Regions from separate parts of the Gossypium hirsutum genome. Here region 1 is linked to region 2. Evidence: chromatin contacts called from public Hi-C data. All regions are on one chromosome and are shown on one strand. The core of a region is the stretch at or near the end of the contact, and the rest is flanking DNA. Distances in the headings are between cores, read along the strand shown. Region 1 holds the start of LOC107909961 (anthranilate synthase beta subunit 2, chloroplastic). Region 2 has its middle 33 kb from the start of LOC107887263.

What was found. Hi-C and Micro-C count contacts between places; a contact is called where the count stands out from the background.
Region 1: a contact with region 2 is called in a Hi-C map of leaf, with 6 times the contacts expected there. The contact joins the promoter of LOC107909961 here to the enhancer-like site in region 2. A contact is called at or near these places in 8 of 34 Hi-C or Micro-C datasets (hypocotyl, leaf and petal).

What each region holds. Positions count from the first base shown.
Region 1 is chrD02:50,174,541-50,181,597 of Gossypium_hirsutum_v2.1, forward strand. LOC107909961 (anthranilate synthase beta subunit 2, chloroplastic) reads right to left here and starts at 4,454. Exons shown (of 8, transcript XM_016837677.2): 1 at 4,132-4,454; 2 at 3,880-4,043; 3 at 3,007-3,077; 4 at 2,822-2,859; 5 at 2,607-2,717; 6 at 2,326-2,425; 7 at 1,865-2,000; 8 at 1,282-1,575. The coding sequence starts at 4,246. The coding sequence ends at 1,468.
Region 2 is chrD02:50,047,119-50,053,749 of Gossypium_hirsutum_v2.1, forward strand. It overlaps the pseudogene LOC107909963. Among protein-coding and RNA genes, the nearest start is that of LOC107887263, 33 kb to the left of the region's middle. Within about 2 kb of position 1,578, at least 4 of the 9 cell types and tissues checked have an H3K27ac peak or open chromatin away from gene starts, as enhancers often do. A contact at or near this core is called in leaf, where this site is marked.

The DNA.
Region 1 (7,057 bases), core at 3,204-5,703, 130 kb after region 2:
TTAAATAGCTATATGATCTATTTATTTGGTTATATTGGTTGATTATTGGTTATTGAATTTCATAATGGAATCGATTGACTTAACTGATTCAATTATTTTTAATTATTTAAAACATATTTATATTTTATAATATATAAGTTGGTAAAATATATTTATATTTTCATTAGTTTAAATATATTTTATAATACATTTATTTGAAGTTGATTAACCGACTTAATGGATCGAACCGATCGATATGATATAAGTTGATCAATTTGGTTTTTGTATATGATGGTTGGTTAAGTTAAATAAATTTAAAAAATTGATCGAATTAATTGTTTGGATATTCTTAAGTACAATGATCTTTAATTTAGTAAACATATTTGAGTGATAAATGTAGTTGCATCTTAACGTGTTATGTTTGATAATACAATTGCAATTACATAACTAAATAATTAAAAAAATAAAAAATTCAAAAGTTATAATGAATAGTTCCCCACGAAATTGTTTAAATTCTCAACTCTCTAATTAGACTATTAGAACAAGTAATTAGGTACTTCCATTGCATTCAATTTAATGATGCTCATTAATAACTGTTGAGGAGAGATTAACTCTTTCGAAGAAGTTTTCTAAGTATCGTCTTTGGAGATATTGATTTAGTTTTTCAACAATGAAAAGTATTGTCTCCGAGGGAGAGTTTTGTTTCTCACTCCATGGAGAGCCATGTTCGGTTCACAAAGGGGAGCACTTCAACCCCAACAATTGACCTATATAGTATAGGTCAGGGGTTCGAATCTCACTAAAGATGAAACGCTCACGTCGCCTCTTGGTGGGTGGTCATATGTCCACATACGGTTGAAGCGTTCCTCTCTATGAACTGGACACGGCTCTCCCCTCCCTAGAGGATAATACCTTCCATTATTAAAGAATCGGATTGACGTCCTTGAAGACGATTCTCCTAAAAAAAAAGCTAATCCCTCCTAAATAATCATAATGATTACTCCAACATAATTACAACAATTTAGTAAGTAGTAAATAAACATGTTGATTTTGCAAGCATTTACTCTTCGGAGTTGAAATTGGTGAAGACTTCAAAAATTTTGCAAGTAATCTACGAACAAAACTGATATAACTTGTATTTTTATATTTATATTTAGAGTTTCTTATTTTTAATTTTGAAAAAAATGATGTTTTAATGAAAAATTCGAATACTGAAATACTTGGCTTTTATAAGAAACATTTTTAATTATATTTTGGGATTTGTACGGCCAATTCTGAACTGGAATTGTAAAGAGAATACAGTCATCCAAAAGCAGTCACGTAAATCATTTGGAAAGCTACAGTTCACAATCCTTTTAAAGCAGCATTCACCCAAGTACTAGGTTTGAAGGGTATCTTTGGTTGGTCCAAATGAATAAATGATGAATCTCCAATGTACTCTCCCATACCCTTATTTGACATTTACTACTCAACCCATTATGTGCTGAATTAACTACCAGATTCAGCTGCCTCTTTTCTCTCTATCAGTTTGACGAAATTAAGAACAATTGTTTTGCCTTCCCAAGTTATGATACTCTCCGGATGGAACTGTACGCCCTACAGTTTTCGATCAATGTGTTAATTTCATCACCATAAACTTGCTACTCTAATTCAGACAAAGTTATATAGATGAGTCGAGTGAATTAAATGCATGGTTTTAGAAGGCAGAAACAAGGAAGGCGCAAAAAACCAGCACTTCTCTTTTGTGATTCGTTTTGATGGTAACGTATAGTTACTGCAATTTTTTGAGCTAGGAGTGCAATTAATTTAGGTGAAGAAATCAGTTCTAACATAGCAACGAAATCATTGAACCAATGCGTTCCGAGTAAAAAGCGATGGTAGCTACCTGAACATGCTTATAGACTTTGTGCCGAGCAGCCATAATCAGTCCATCTTCTGTCCAAGCAGTAACCTCGAGTGCTTCCCCGGGAAAACTGTCCTTTTCAATCACAAGGCTGTGATATCTTCCTGCATTGAAGGGGCTGGAAAATGCATAATAATAGAAAGAATTACCAATAATTTGAGGTGAAATTAATGAAAATAAAATGGGAATTTTTTTAACATACAATGCAATATAACACATGCTAAGCACAAGGTAGTAGGATATAGGAAAATGGAAATACATAGTATTTCCTAGAAGTTGAAACTTGTTACGAGAAAGTGATGTTATGGAACCACTAGAGGTACAGAAAGATAGCTTAAGAAACAAATATGATCAAGTTGATAGTTTGACTACAGATAAAACATAATTGAAGCACAGTCGAAGAATTTTAAATCGAGAATCACGTTGGAAGAAGTAATGCATACTTTGACAATCCAGCCAACAACCCATCTTCCCCCTTCTCATCATGATACACGAGAGAACTTTTGCCATGCACGACACCGTAGGGAGATCGGACTATCTTTCCTGCATTTTCAATGAAGTCAAAGATCACTTTAAAATCCCACCAGCAAGCAGCTAATCTTCCATGATTTTCATAAACAAATAAAAATAAATGTCAATTTAGCATTCTTAGCATAAATATTGTGTTGTGTAGAAACATTATTAGCATAAACAACAGTTGCTTAAGGTATCCTAGAATGCTCACCTCCAAAAGCCTCACCGATGCACTGCAAACCCATACAAACACCAAACAAAGGTACAATAGGTCCAAGTTCCAAAACTGTTTGCAATGATATTCCAGAATCTTGGGGTGTTCCTATATGAAGGATAGAATACAAAGTATACATCAAATGCTTAAATATGAAAATTCTCATGTTTAATTTATTTATCGTTTGAAAAAAACATATAACAAACTATTACCTGGACCAGGAGAGATAAGCACTCCCCTAGGATTTTTCCTACAAATATACAAGAAAATTGTCGTTATTGAATCAAATATTTCGAGATTATATGTTAACAAGTAATCATTCACCACTCAAGTAGCCATCATGTTAAATGAGTGGATTATAAAAACACATTGCAGCAGTAAGAAGCTTAGTTCTTACATTTTTAACTCTTCTACTGTCAACTCATCATTTCGATAAACCTCAAAATGACATCCAAGCTCTCCCACATACTACAAAATTATAGGTAAACTCTTGAGGATATTCAACATGATGAAGAAACAACATTTCAAGTACTAAAAATTCTGTAATGTAAATTCTATTATTCATTTCGTAAGGTGATGATAAAAACGAAGAGTAGACCTTCTTAAAAGGAGAAAGACAAGAATCAAGCAGGGACGGTCCCCACATTGGTGTGGTCAAATATAATTCTATTCCCTAATACTGTTGGTTTCTCAACATTTTTTCTTACCATAAAAAAAAAAGGGAAGATAAAGTCATTTTTTATTGCAATTGTGGCAATCTCTGACCAGAGACTTTGCACTTGCTGTTGAGTACTGAATTTCATTGGTCAAGACCATCAAATTGGACCTCCATTATAAAGGATACCGAATTCAAATCACCACAGCATAGGTAACTTTCAACACAACACATCATTTTTCTGGTTGATACCCACAAACCATATTTGCCTTCAATTGACAATTAGCCATAACAAAGTTACAACGTTTCTATACCATATACATGCATGTATACATACAAACAAACAAACATATATGATATATTATAAGGAAAAAACATATCTAATAAAGTACTTTCTTCCTATTATAGTCAATTTAATTGGGTTTCTTAACTTTAATAAAATTATCAAGTCTTCCCTATATTCTCACGCATAGTGAAAACTGGAAACAAGTAACTCTATATTGTTTTCGTAAAGATTTGTAGGCAATCAACAGCGTTTCAGAATCAAGGGAAACTCAGAGAAGACGCAAGATTAGACAGAGAGAAGGAAACAAAATTTTGAAGATGCAATTAAACCTGGCAAAGATTGTAGGTGAAACTATCATAATTGTCAATGACGATAATGGGATTCTTGCTGATTTTCTTGTCTTCCGGAATTGAAGATGTTGAATCCGCTACAGCCGATGCGAATGAGAGTTTTCCCACAACCCCACTTCTCTTGATTGGCAAAAAACAAACACCTGCAAAGCAAACCAGAAAAAGAACGTCCCTGTGATAATCTGTACGAGAGAGAGAGAGAGAGAGAGAGAGAGAGAGAGAGAGAGAGACTTGATGAAGGAGAGAGCTTGGAGAGGTGAGACAGAGACGGGTTTTGAAGGGATTTAGCAGAAAGTGAAGGTTTTGGATGAACCAGAGATAAGTGAGTAATAAAATTAGCCGCCATTTTTCTAGTAATGAGTGAGAGTATTAGAATGTGGGAAGGGCAGTTCAGGTTCACCGTTTCTCGGAGAATCAGACTTAGAATGATTCAAGTAGTGAGAATTTTGTTTATATAGGAACATCTTTTCAATGTTCAGTGTTGAGATCCAAAAATGGAAATATGTAGTGTAATTTGGACAATTCTTTTTAGGATGGGTGAATTGTATTCTCTTCATTCGTTGTTTCTATGGATTATGGAAGGAAATCTGAATTCTTATTGGGAAATCTAAAATATGATTTGCATGGAGCCAGCCTGTTGCTACTTTTATTTATGGATTAAGGATCAAATTCAACATTTTTTTTAAAATTTTGTTTATTTTTATTATTGCAATCTAATATTTATACGTCAGAATAAAGTATATCTAGAATTGATTATTTTGTTAGTTACACCCGTTTTTAACAATAAAACAATAAAAATAGATAGCATTGTTAACAAAATGACCAGTTTATGTTTTAATCTAATTTATTTATTTCTTGAGCATAGAAAACAAAATGCAATCCAAATTTTAATATAAAAGTCATTTAAAATAATTATAGGTGTCGAAACCATTTTTATTTTTTTTAAAAAAACCAAAAAATTAGTCTTCGATAAAAATTAGAAAAATTGGGAGTCGCCACCAATATTTTATTAAGGTGTGATTGGGTCACCTAAAAACGACTTTGGTCTACGAATTTTAGAAAAACGGGTCCGGGAATCGGTTACGTATGAGGAAGGATTAGCACCCTCATTATGCCCAAAAATTGATACCTAGTTAATTAATTAATGTTTTAATGTCGAAAATTTGAAAAATATAATCCTTAGCAAAAACTCTTAAACGTTACGTATTAAGACCCTTATCATTTCAGAAAAAGAAAATGCCACACCCAATGCGTTAGGGCACGACATTCTAATTTCCTCAAAAAAATGAATTGGGCCAGAATACTTGTATAATAAAAATTTAAAAGAATATCCATTTATTTAAGATTTAAGAAATCGCGGCCCAATACGTTAGGGCACAATTCCTCCAAAATCCCAAACTCGGAGTATTTCTTTTATTATTTTTTAGAAAAAATCTTCATTTCGAGAAATCAATGCGTCACATCCAATACGTTAGGACACAAAGTGTTGAATTCCCAATAATGAGTTCTTATTTTTGATTAAAGAGAAATGCTTGATTGATAGATTTAACGAAGAAAATCGGAACCCAATACGTTAGGGCTCAATTTCCTTGAAAATCCTAAATAAGAGCATTATCTCAATTTTGAAAATTTTCTATTTTTAAATTTGAGTAAAAGATGATGTAACGTTATATTATACGTACAAATGCTATAATAATAAATACAACAATAATAAATACATCAATGACATAAAAATAATATAAACAAATAAATAGACGAAAAATAAAAAAACAATAATCCATGACATGCAAAACATTAAATGTAAACACAATTATACAATGAATGAGGAAAGCAAACAAAATAAATAAAGATCAGAAGACATATAATATACACATGGAAATTATGAAGATTAAAAATATACATATAATTTACAAATAAATTTTTGGGTTATAGAATTTTTATATATATATATATAATACATAATATATTTATGAAAATAAAGAAAAATATATAAACATATATATATTATAAAATAGGTGCTTAAAAATATATATATTTGAGCATTAAAAAAACTAAATAATAAATAAATACGTATATATATAAATAAAAAATTATTTGTTTTTATAAAAAAATTATATGCGCGTGGGCACATCTATAAGTAATAAATATATATAGATTATAAAAAAAAATTACATATGCATAAAAATAAAATAAAAATAATTATATTATACTACAAAGATAAATATGCGTATGTAAAAAATATATATATACATATATTTTTAAAAAATAATTAAATATGAAAAAGAATAAAAAAAACTAATTAATAAAAAAAATAAAGAAAATGAAAAAGGACTAATTTGAAAAATGAAAAAGGACTAATTTGAACTGTAAATAAAAATTCTGAGGCAAATCTGTAAATAAATGGAGACCGAAGGACCAAATTGAACGCGCGTATTACACGGAGGGACCGGAAGGGAAATTTTCCCTACTTCCCTAAACCGCGTCGTCCAATCAGGATCGAATTGAATTTTAAAAAGAATAAAAGGGTAAATTTAAAAATAAAAAAAAACTTAATTGTAAAGATATTAAAAGGCGGAGGGGCTAAAGTGTAATTTACCCCTCCGCATAAAAACACGGGGATCCTGGGTCCGGGTCGGGTCGACACGCAGATCCCACCCTTCCAAACGGTGCCGTTTTCAGTAGGCTATATAAGCCAAAACTTAATTTAAAAAATTTCATTTTTCCTTCTTTTAAAAAAACTTCAGAAAAGGGTTTCAAAAATGCTTTCCTCTTCCTTGTCCTACGGCTAGGGCCCAGTCATCGGACGGTCACCGGCCACCGCACCGGCCGTCGATCTCCGGCGCCGGCACCACCGTCCGCGGTGGCCGGAAAGGTGAAAATACCCTCCTGGGCTCTTTAGACTCCCCTAAGCCCAAATCTGGGTCCAAATCCGTCAAAATATCAACAAAAAGACCTTAAAAGCCTAGGAAACCCTTCGGTTTCCCAATCGTTTATCCTCGGAGACGAACCTTGACCGCCCTAACGACGTTTCAAATGCGGGCAAAGATAAGTCTTTTACCCTTTATTTTGTTTTATTGCATTAAGTAAAAAAAAATAAAAACGAAAATAAAAGTATCAACCTTTGTATTTCCTGATTAATCCTCTGATGAAGTTTTTG
Region 2 (6,631 bases), core at 328-2,827:
TAACCATAAACAGCAAAGTATTTACCTCCCCAGACATCATGTCAAGTGATTCAATGTAAGAAATAGTTTCTTGAGAGAATATCAGAGGAGCGTATTCATCTCGGAGACGAGAAGGTTCTCTCTGCATTGCCTTTATTGTCCAGCCATGTTGCTTCTCAAATTTCTCCCTCCCAGAATGTACCACTCTTTCTGCATAGGCCACCCCACTAAGCAATGGCCTCTCGAAAGCAGCTCTAGCAGTGTACTCCGCAAAGGTCTCCTGCATTTCTTGCAAAATAAGCCACAACCAACTCATATGTCATTCAGGATTTTCAAGACCAAAACTAAATTTTACAAACCTGATCGATAGCAGATGGATTCTTGTAGTAATGGAAAGTGGCGACAAGAAGGGCTAAGGCATGAACATGGTTAACACTAACACTGAACTGATCCTGCAACATCCTCGCCCTTTGGTCACACATGCTACTTAGTACTTCTTCCCTCCTCACGTTGTTGTCCGCATCCATTTTTTTGTAGATCCAAGTGCTGATAAAACCCATCACCATTACCCAAAGCAAAATAAGTTTTGGTAACCAATCCCTGTTAGACTGAATAAATGTGTATCCTCTTTTGGTCCCCATTTGTTCATTCCCTTTGACAGCCACTGATTGGTGGTGATGGCTTTGCTGCAATTTAAGAACCATTACCAAATGCACAATACCATCTCAACTTGTTTTTCTTCTTCTTTCTTTGATACCCACTTCATATCTAAGCTAAAAAACACAAGCAAACACGGACTCACCATACAAGGCAAGTTATCAATTCTCAGAGACAAGCATGAGTTTCAAAAGATGTAAAACAGCTCAAACTCCAAAAATATCTCATTATCTCCCTCAATAGAAAAATGAGGTTTTCTTTTTTCTCTTGCTATATTTAATAAAAAATGGGATTTCACAGAGGAACAACACTAATCATGTTAACTTCCAAGCATGAAAGTGGTGTCTTAGTTTAAAGCAACAAAGGCAAATTGAGAAGAGCACCTTCACTGTTTATTTTTTCTACATTAAAATCAAATCCTGCAAATTGACCAGCAACAAATCTCGCAGCAGAGCACAAAAAGTAAAGACCACAAATAAAGAAAAAAGAAAGAGAAAGATGTTTGGAGAAAGAAATGCGGGGGTCATTTTGAAAGGGAACAGTGTTTTGCCTGTACATTATAGTACCTTGAATAATATATATCTAAAGAAATAAAGTAGAAAGGTGTGTTTTTTTCTCCCTTGGCTCTGCTTTGATCTGTTCTTCCTTTTTCTTCTGTTTAATGCACATTTTATTTATGTATATTGTTTTCCCACTTTCTTCTTTGCTTTTCAAAGTAAAACTAAATCGACTTTTTAAGATTTTTGCAGATACGTTGTTGCCACTGTGTATCATAATTCAAAATTTATGAGTTTTGTGTTAGTAATTGGTAGAGAAAAAGAAGTTGGTAGAAATTTGAAAGAAAGAAATAGAAGATGTTGATGGAATAAGTTGGAGATGGGATGGGGACCAAAACCACAATATTTCATCATTCTTGTATTCACACTTTTACGTTTTATCTTTTATCTCATCTTAACAATTCTTACCCCTCCCACTCGATGTGGATGTCGGCCATGTGGGCTTGCTGCTACTGAAGCCCCACAGGCATCATTTTCCCTAAAAACATGTAATCTTTCGGGATTAATTTCATAGTAGGTCCTCCAATTTTAATTTGGTTCTAAATTTCACAATACTTTTATTTTGTGTTCGGGATTCCATTTGTTATATTATGAAAAAATTAATTGGATTTCAATGTACTATATATTTACAAATTTATTAACACTCATAAATTCCTTACCATTTTTAAAATTACTGCTAAATAGGCATTCATGAATTTCATAAATAATATATTTATACATTATCACTTAATTTTGAAATTCAAATAAAAATCTCAATGGCTAACTAATTGGGTTTTTTAAATATTAACATTATATAATTCAAGTTTTTCCGTGTTTTGGTTTGGATATTAAATATTAGCTTAGAAGTCAATTTATATTAAAAAGAGGGTAATTCATAAGAATTGTTCTTAAGCTTTGTTTAAATTTATATTTTAGTCATCAACTTTCAAAAGTTGCGTAATAGTCGCTAATGGTATTAAATTGTTGCATTTTTATCACTAGACTGTTAACCTCCATTAAGAAAAGTAACGTTGCTCCTTAATTCAAAAGGTTAATAGTTAATACTATAATTAAAAATTTATTTTGATATTTTAAATTTTTCTTAACAATAATTGTTAAAAAAGTCTTAAAATAAATTATAAAATCATATAAAAAAATCAATTGCAACAAAGAAAAGCCAAGAATTTTGCGGCTAATTTTTATATCCAATCTCATCAAAAATTAGTCTTTGAACTTTCACAAAAAAAACATTAAATACACATTCATTTTCATCCTACTCATTTTTTCATTTGCTTTGTTGTTTTACACATTCTTTATTTTCATCTTTCTTTACCTTTTTTTTCTCCTTTTTCATGCAAATCAACACTAGCTCCACTCTTCATAAATTATTAAAAATAATATATATATTTTTTATTTATAGCTGAAAGTAAAATCTTGACTTGAAATTCGATAAAAGAAATAGTGGATTTGGAGAAGAAAAAGAGCACTTCGTATTATAAAATTTTCCAAAATTGAAAGTTACTCAAAAACCTAATCAATCTAGTAAATAGAGTTACAAGAAAGAAATGATGGGTTTAGAATAAAAAAAACTAGGGTACTTTGTATTATAAATTAAAAAAAAATCTCAAATTTCAAAAATTTGAAACTTACCAAAGAATTGAAACTATATAATGGAATATTTCGCTCTTCTCTCTTGTCCTCTTCATTCTTAATATTTTCTCATTTATTTCTTTTCATAATAATTAGGAAAATCCTACAGATAGGCCATTGATGATAGAAAATTTTACTATTGTTAAGAATGAAAGTAATGTTTTAAGCCTAGATTTTGTTTCAAGTTAAGATTTTGCTTTGAGTTATAAATAAAACACATATACATTATTAATGATTTGGGAAGAGTGGAGCCAACGCCAATCTACATGAAAAAAGAGGGAAAAAAGATAAAAATGAAGAGAGCATAAAACAACAAAGCAAATGAAAAAATGAGTAAGATCAAAGTGAATGGTATTGTAAATCCATTAATAAATGAATGTCCACAACCCCCACAAATTTATCCTATTGTAATCCCTAAAGAATGTGTAAATTCGTTATCTTGTAAACTCTAAATCATTTATCGGGTACCTTAATGTTGGTCCTTAATAATTTGTAACTTATGGTACTTGAAACCTTATAAATAGAGGGCATGTGCAAGTTTATTGTATCTCTAAGTAAAAATTGAATCATCATTTTATTTCTTTATCTTTCTTTCTCTCTTAATCTTTGTATTCTTCTTTTAGTTTTATAATATGTTATCAGCACAAGCCTTTACAAGTTCATAGCAAAGTTCACGTCATTGCGACTATATATAACTTGCTCGTAAAGCTCCCGTTGAACTATATACGATATACGATATACATATCATTGTTGTAATTTGTTCATTATATTTCTATAAAAAGAGACATATTCAAAGCATACAAATCAAATTTATATAAATATTATAATGATAATTATGAATACATATTTTTTTAAGGTTACTAAAAGAAATTTCAATTATTTCAATTTGTCTTAAGTTATTATTATGACTATTCCTCTCTATGCCAATATTTGACATACATATTATTATTCCGCAAATTTGGTATATATATTTGGATTGTTTTTCTATTGAGAATGCTTATTATTTTACAATTTTTTTAGTGAGAATAATGTCAAATCTTGTCAAACTTGAATTTACGGCCTTAGACATCTCAAGCAAGAATTATTTGTCATGGGTGCTAGATGTTGAAATTCACCTAGATGCTAAAGGTCTAGGAGTAGATGAGGAAGCATCTAATCAATACAAGGCAAAAGTAATGATTTTCATCCGTCATCATCTGCATAAAGAATTAAAAGTGGACTATCTCATTGTAAAAGACTCTTGTAAGTTGTGGAATAATCTGAAAGAACGATCATCATAAAACAATAATACTCTTTAAAGCTCATTATGATTGGATGCACTTATGGTTGTAGGATTTTAATATTGTAAGTGAATACAATTTGGAAATTTTCAAAATTAGTTCTCATCTGAAATTATGTGGAGAAAACATAACTGATGAGGATTTGTTAGAAAAAAACATTTTCAACCTTTCATACTACTAATATGCTCCTGCAGTAGTAATACTGTAACACCCCAAACTCGGCCGAGTAGATTCAACCCAAATACAACGTGCCACATTAGCCATTGAAGTGACTTTCCGTTAACTCCCAACCTAACCTCCAACACACCACTTACTTATAGCATGAAATATGTTAAGTTATTACATAATAGCAAAATGTACTTATACATAGTATATAAAACATGCGAGCTTACAAAACAAATAAAGGAGTGGTTCACCTGTCAAATAGTAGAAATACTTAGGGGTATGCAAACATCAAATAACAAAAGTTCTCATAACAGCATTCAACATGAGTTTGCAACACATAAAGTATGAGTTCATTCAAAAGCATAAGTTCGCATACAATAGTATAGGTTCCCTAAAAATCAATTGTTCACATAATACTAAAGTTCGCAATATACAATATGGTTTCACAAAAAAACAAACTTCGCAAACAAATGAATCATGCATGCAAGGGTTTTTATTCTTTAGTAGGGTTCGTATAAGTAGAAAGACTATCTCTATCAAGGGTACGCATGTAATTTTTGAGGTTGTAGAAAAAAACTACTTAATAAATCTGACTCGCATATCATGACAATAGGAAATACCCGTCACACTCATGCATGAATAAACATCAAACTTTATTCATAATAAAGGATAATAAAATGTTTTAAGACATGGTTCGCAAAGATAAACTTAAACTTTAAAAGAAATTATTTAATAACAGAATCAACTTACGATAAATCTAAACCCATATAAAGTAATAAACGCCATCACCCAATTCCCAAGTTCGCTAGTATCTATTCAAGGATGAGCCTCACTGAGTCATCTACTTTACACTGTCATCCGCGACCAACCTTCCTGTGAAGTAAGAGAGGAGTGGATGAGTTCATTGAGAACTCAATGAATAATCAAGAATCGGCAGAGTATGCTTACAACACAGAGTTTAAAGTAGAAAGAATACTTAGTCTAAAAATAGTTTTCACGTGCTGGGTTCTTGGTGAAAGATTGCAAGACCCAATTCGCAAATCCTGTTTGTTAGAAAACATAAATTTGTAAAATAGATTTGCATGTATTTACTGAAAATCAAAATTAAACACTTAGCTTGTGCTTGATCGAAAATGAAACTTATATAACATGAAAATGCTCGCATACTTGTCTTATCAGAATGGCTGAGAAACATAAAATATGTTCTCGCACTTAACACATACTTATTAGAATCTCGTCTCGTTGGATAAGCGAATCTCCTTATAACGCCTCAGAATGACTCAAAGAGTCCTTATAACATGTTTCATAAGTGCAGCGCAATGCAATACACTCTCTTGTACACCAACATGTCCCAGTGAATGGAGCATAACTCGGCATTTCCTTATCTCTCCACATGTCCCAAAGCCTTAATGCCCAAAATCACAAAACTGAAATGTGAGTACTCACAATCCTTTGAAATACCAATGTATCTAACATAGGCTCACAAATGAGCATACATATAGACTTATCACAGAGAGCTCACATAGGGAGCTTTCTTATCACATAGAGTTCGCACGAAAGCTCATAAAATATAATTTATAAAATATACTTTACAAACATATCTTAAAATATAGGCTCATTTAGGATAATGTATAAAACATATCTTTAAAATCATAGGTTATAAACATATCTTGAAAATAGAGTTTCAGAACTTGAAAACAGAGGTTTGAAGAAAACTTACTTTTGGAGCTTAGTTTTAGAAATAAAGTTCTCAAAAATCATAACAGTTCGCACACGGGATACAAACCATAAACATTCATGCTGAAAAACAAATCAGTTAGCGAACCTAGCTTTCATGACAATCACCTAACAAGACAAAACTTGATTCAGATTACTTAAACAGACAAAACTTTCAAAATTCACGCATGCAAGCAAACCTAGCTTTCTGGACAATCACCTAATAGGACAGAAACTTACCTTGGGTTCTATGAACTTGATTCAAAATAGAGACTTGTCAACAAAATATTTAATGAGAGAATTCTCATAAAATAAGGGTCGTATTTATAGACCTAAGTGTCCTGGAAATCTTAGGATACCCTACTTGACCTAGGAAAGGTGTTACTTGCACGTAAAGTATTCCTAGATACATCATATCTTTATTTTCTAATTTTAGTCTAACTTAATCTTTGACTGGTGTACCCCCAGTTCGTAACTCAACTAACGAACCCTAGCTCGCCAAACCAACTAGCGAACCCACTCCACTTGCAATGAATCTGGTGGAACCCTTACCACATCTTTTGTCGTATACTATAACGCTAAAACATTGGGGAACTCCTTACTAATACTCTTTTAGCGAACTCCCCAGTTTGTCGAAGTACTTGGTGA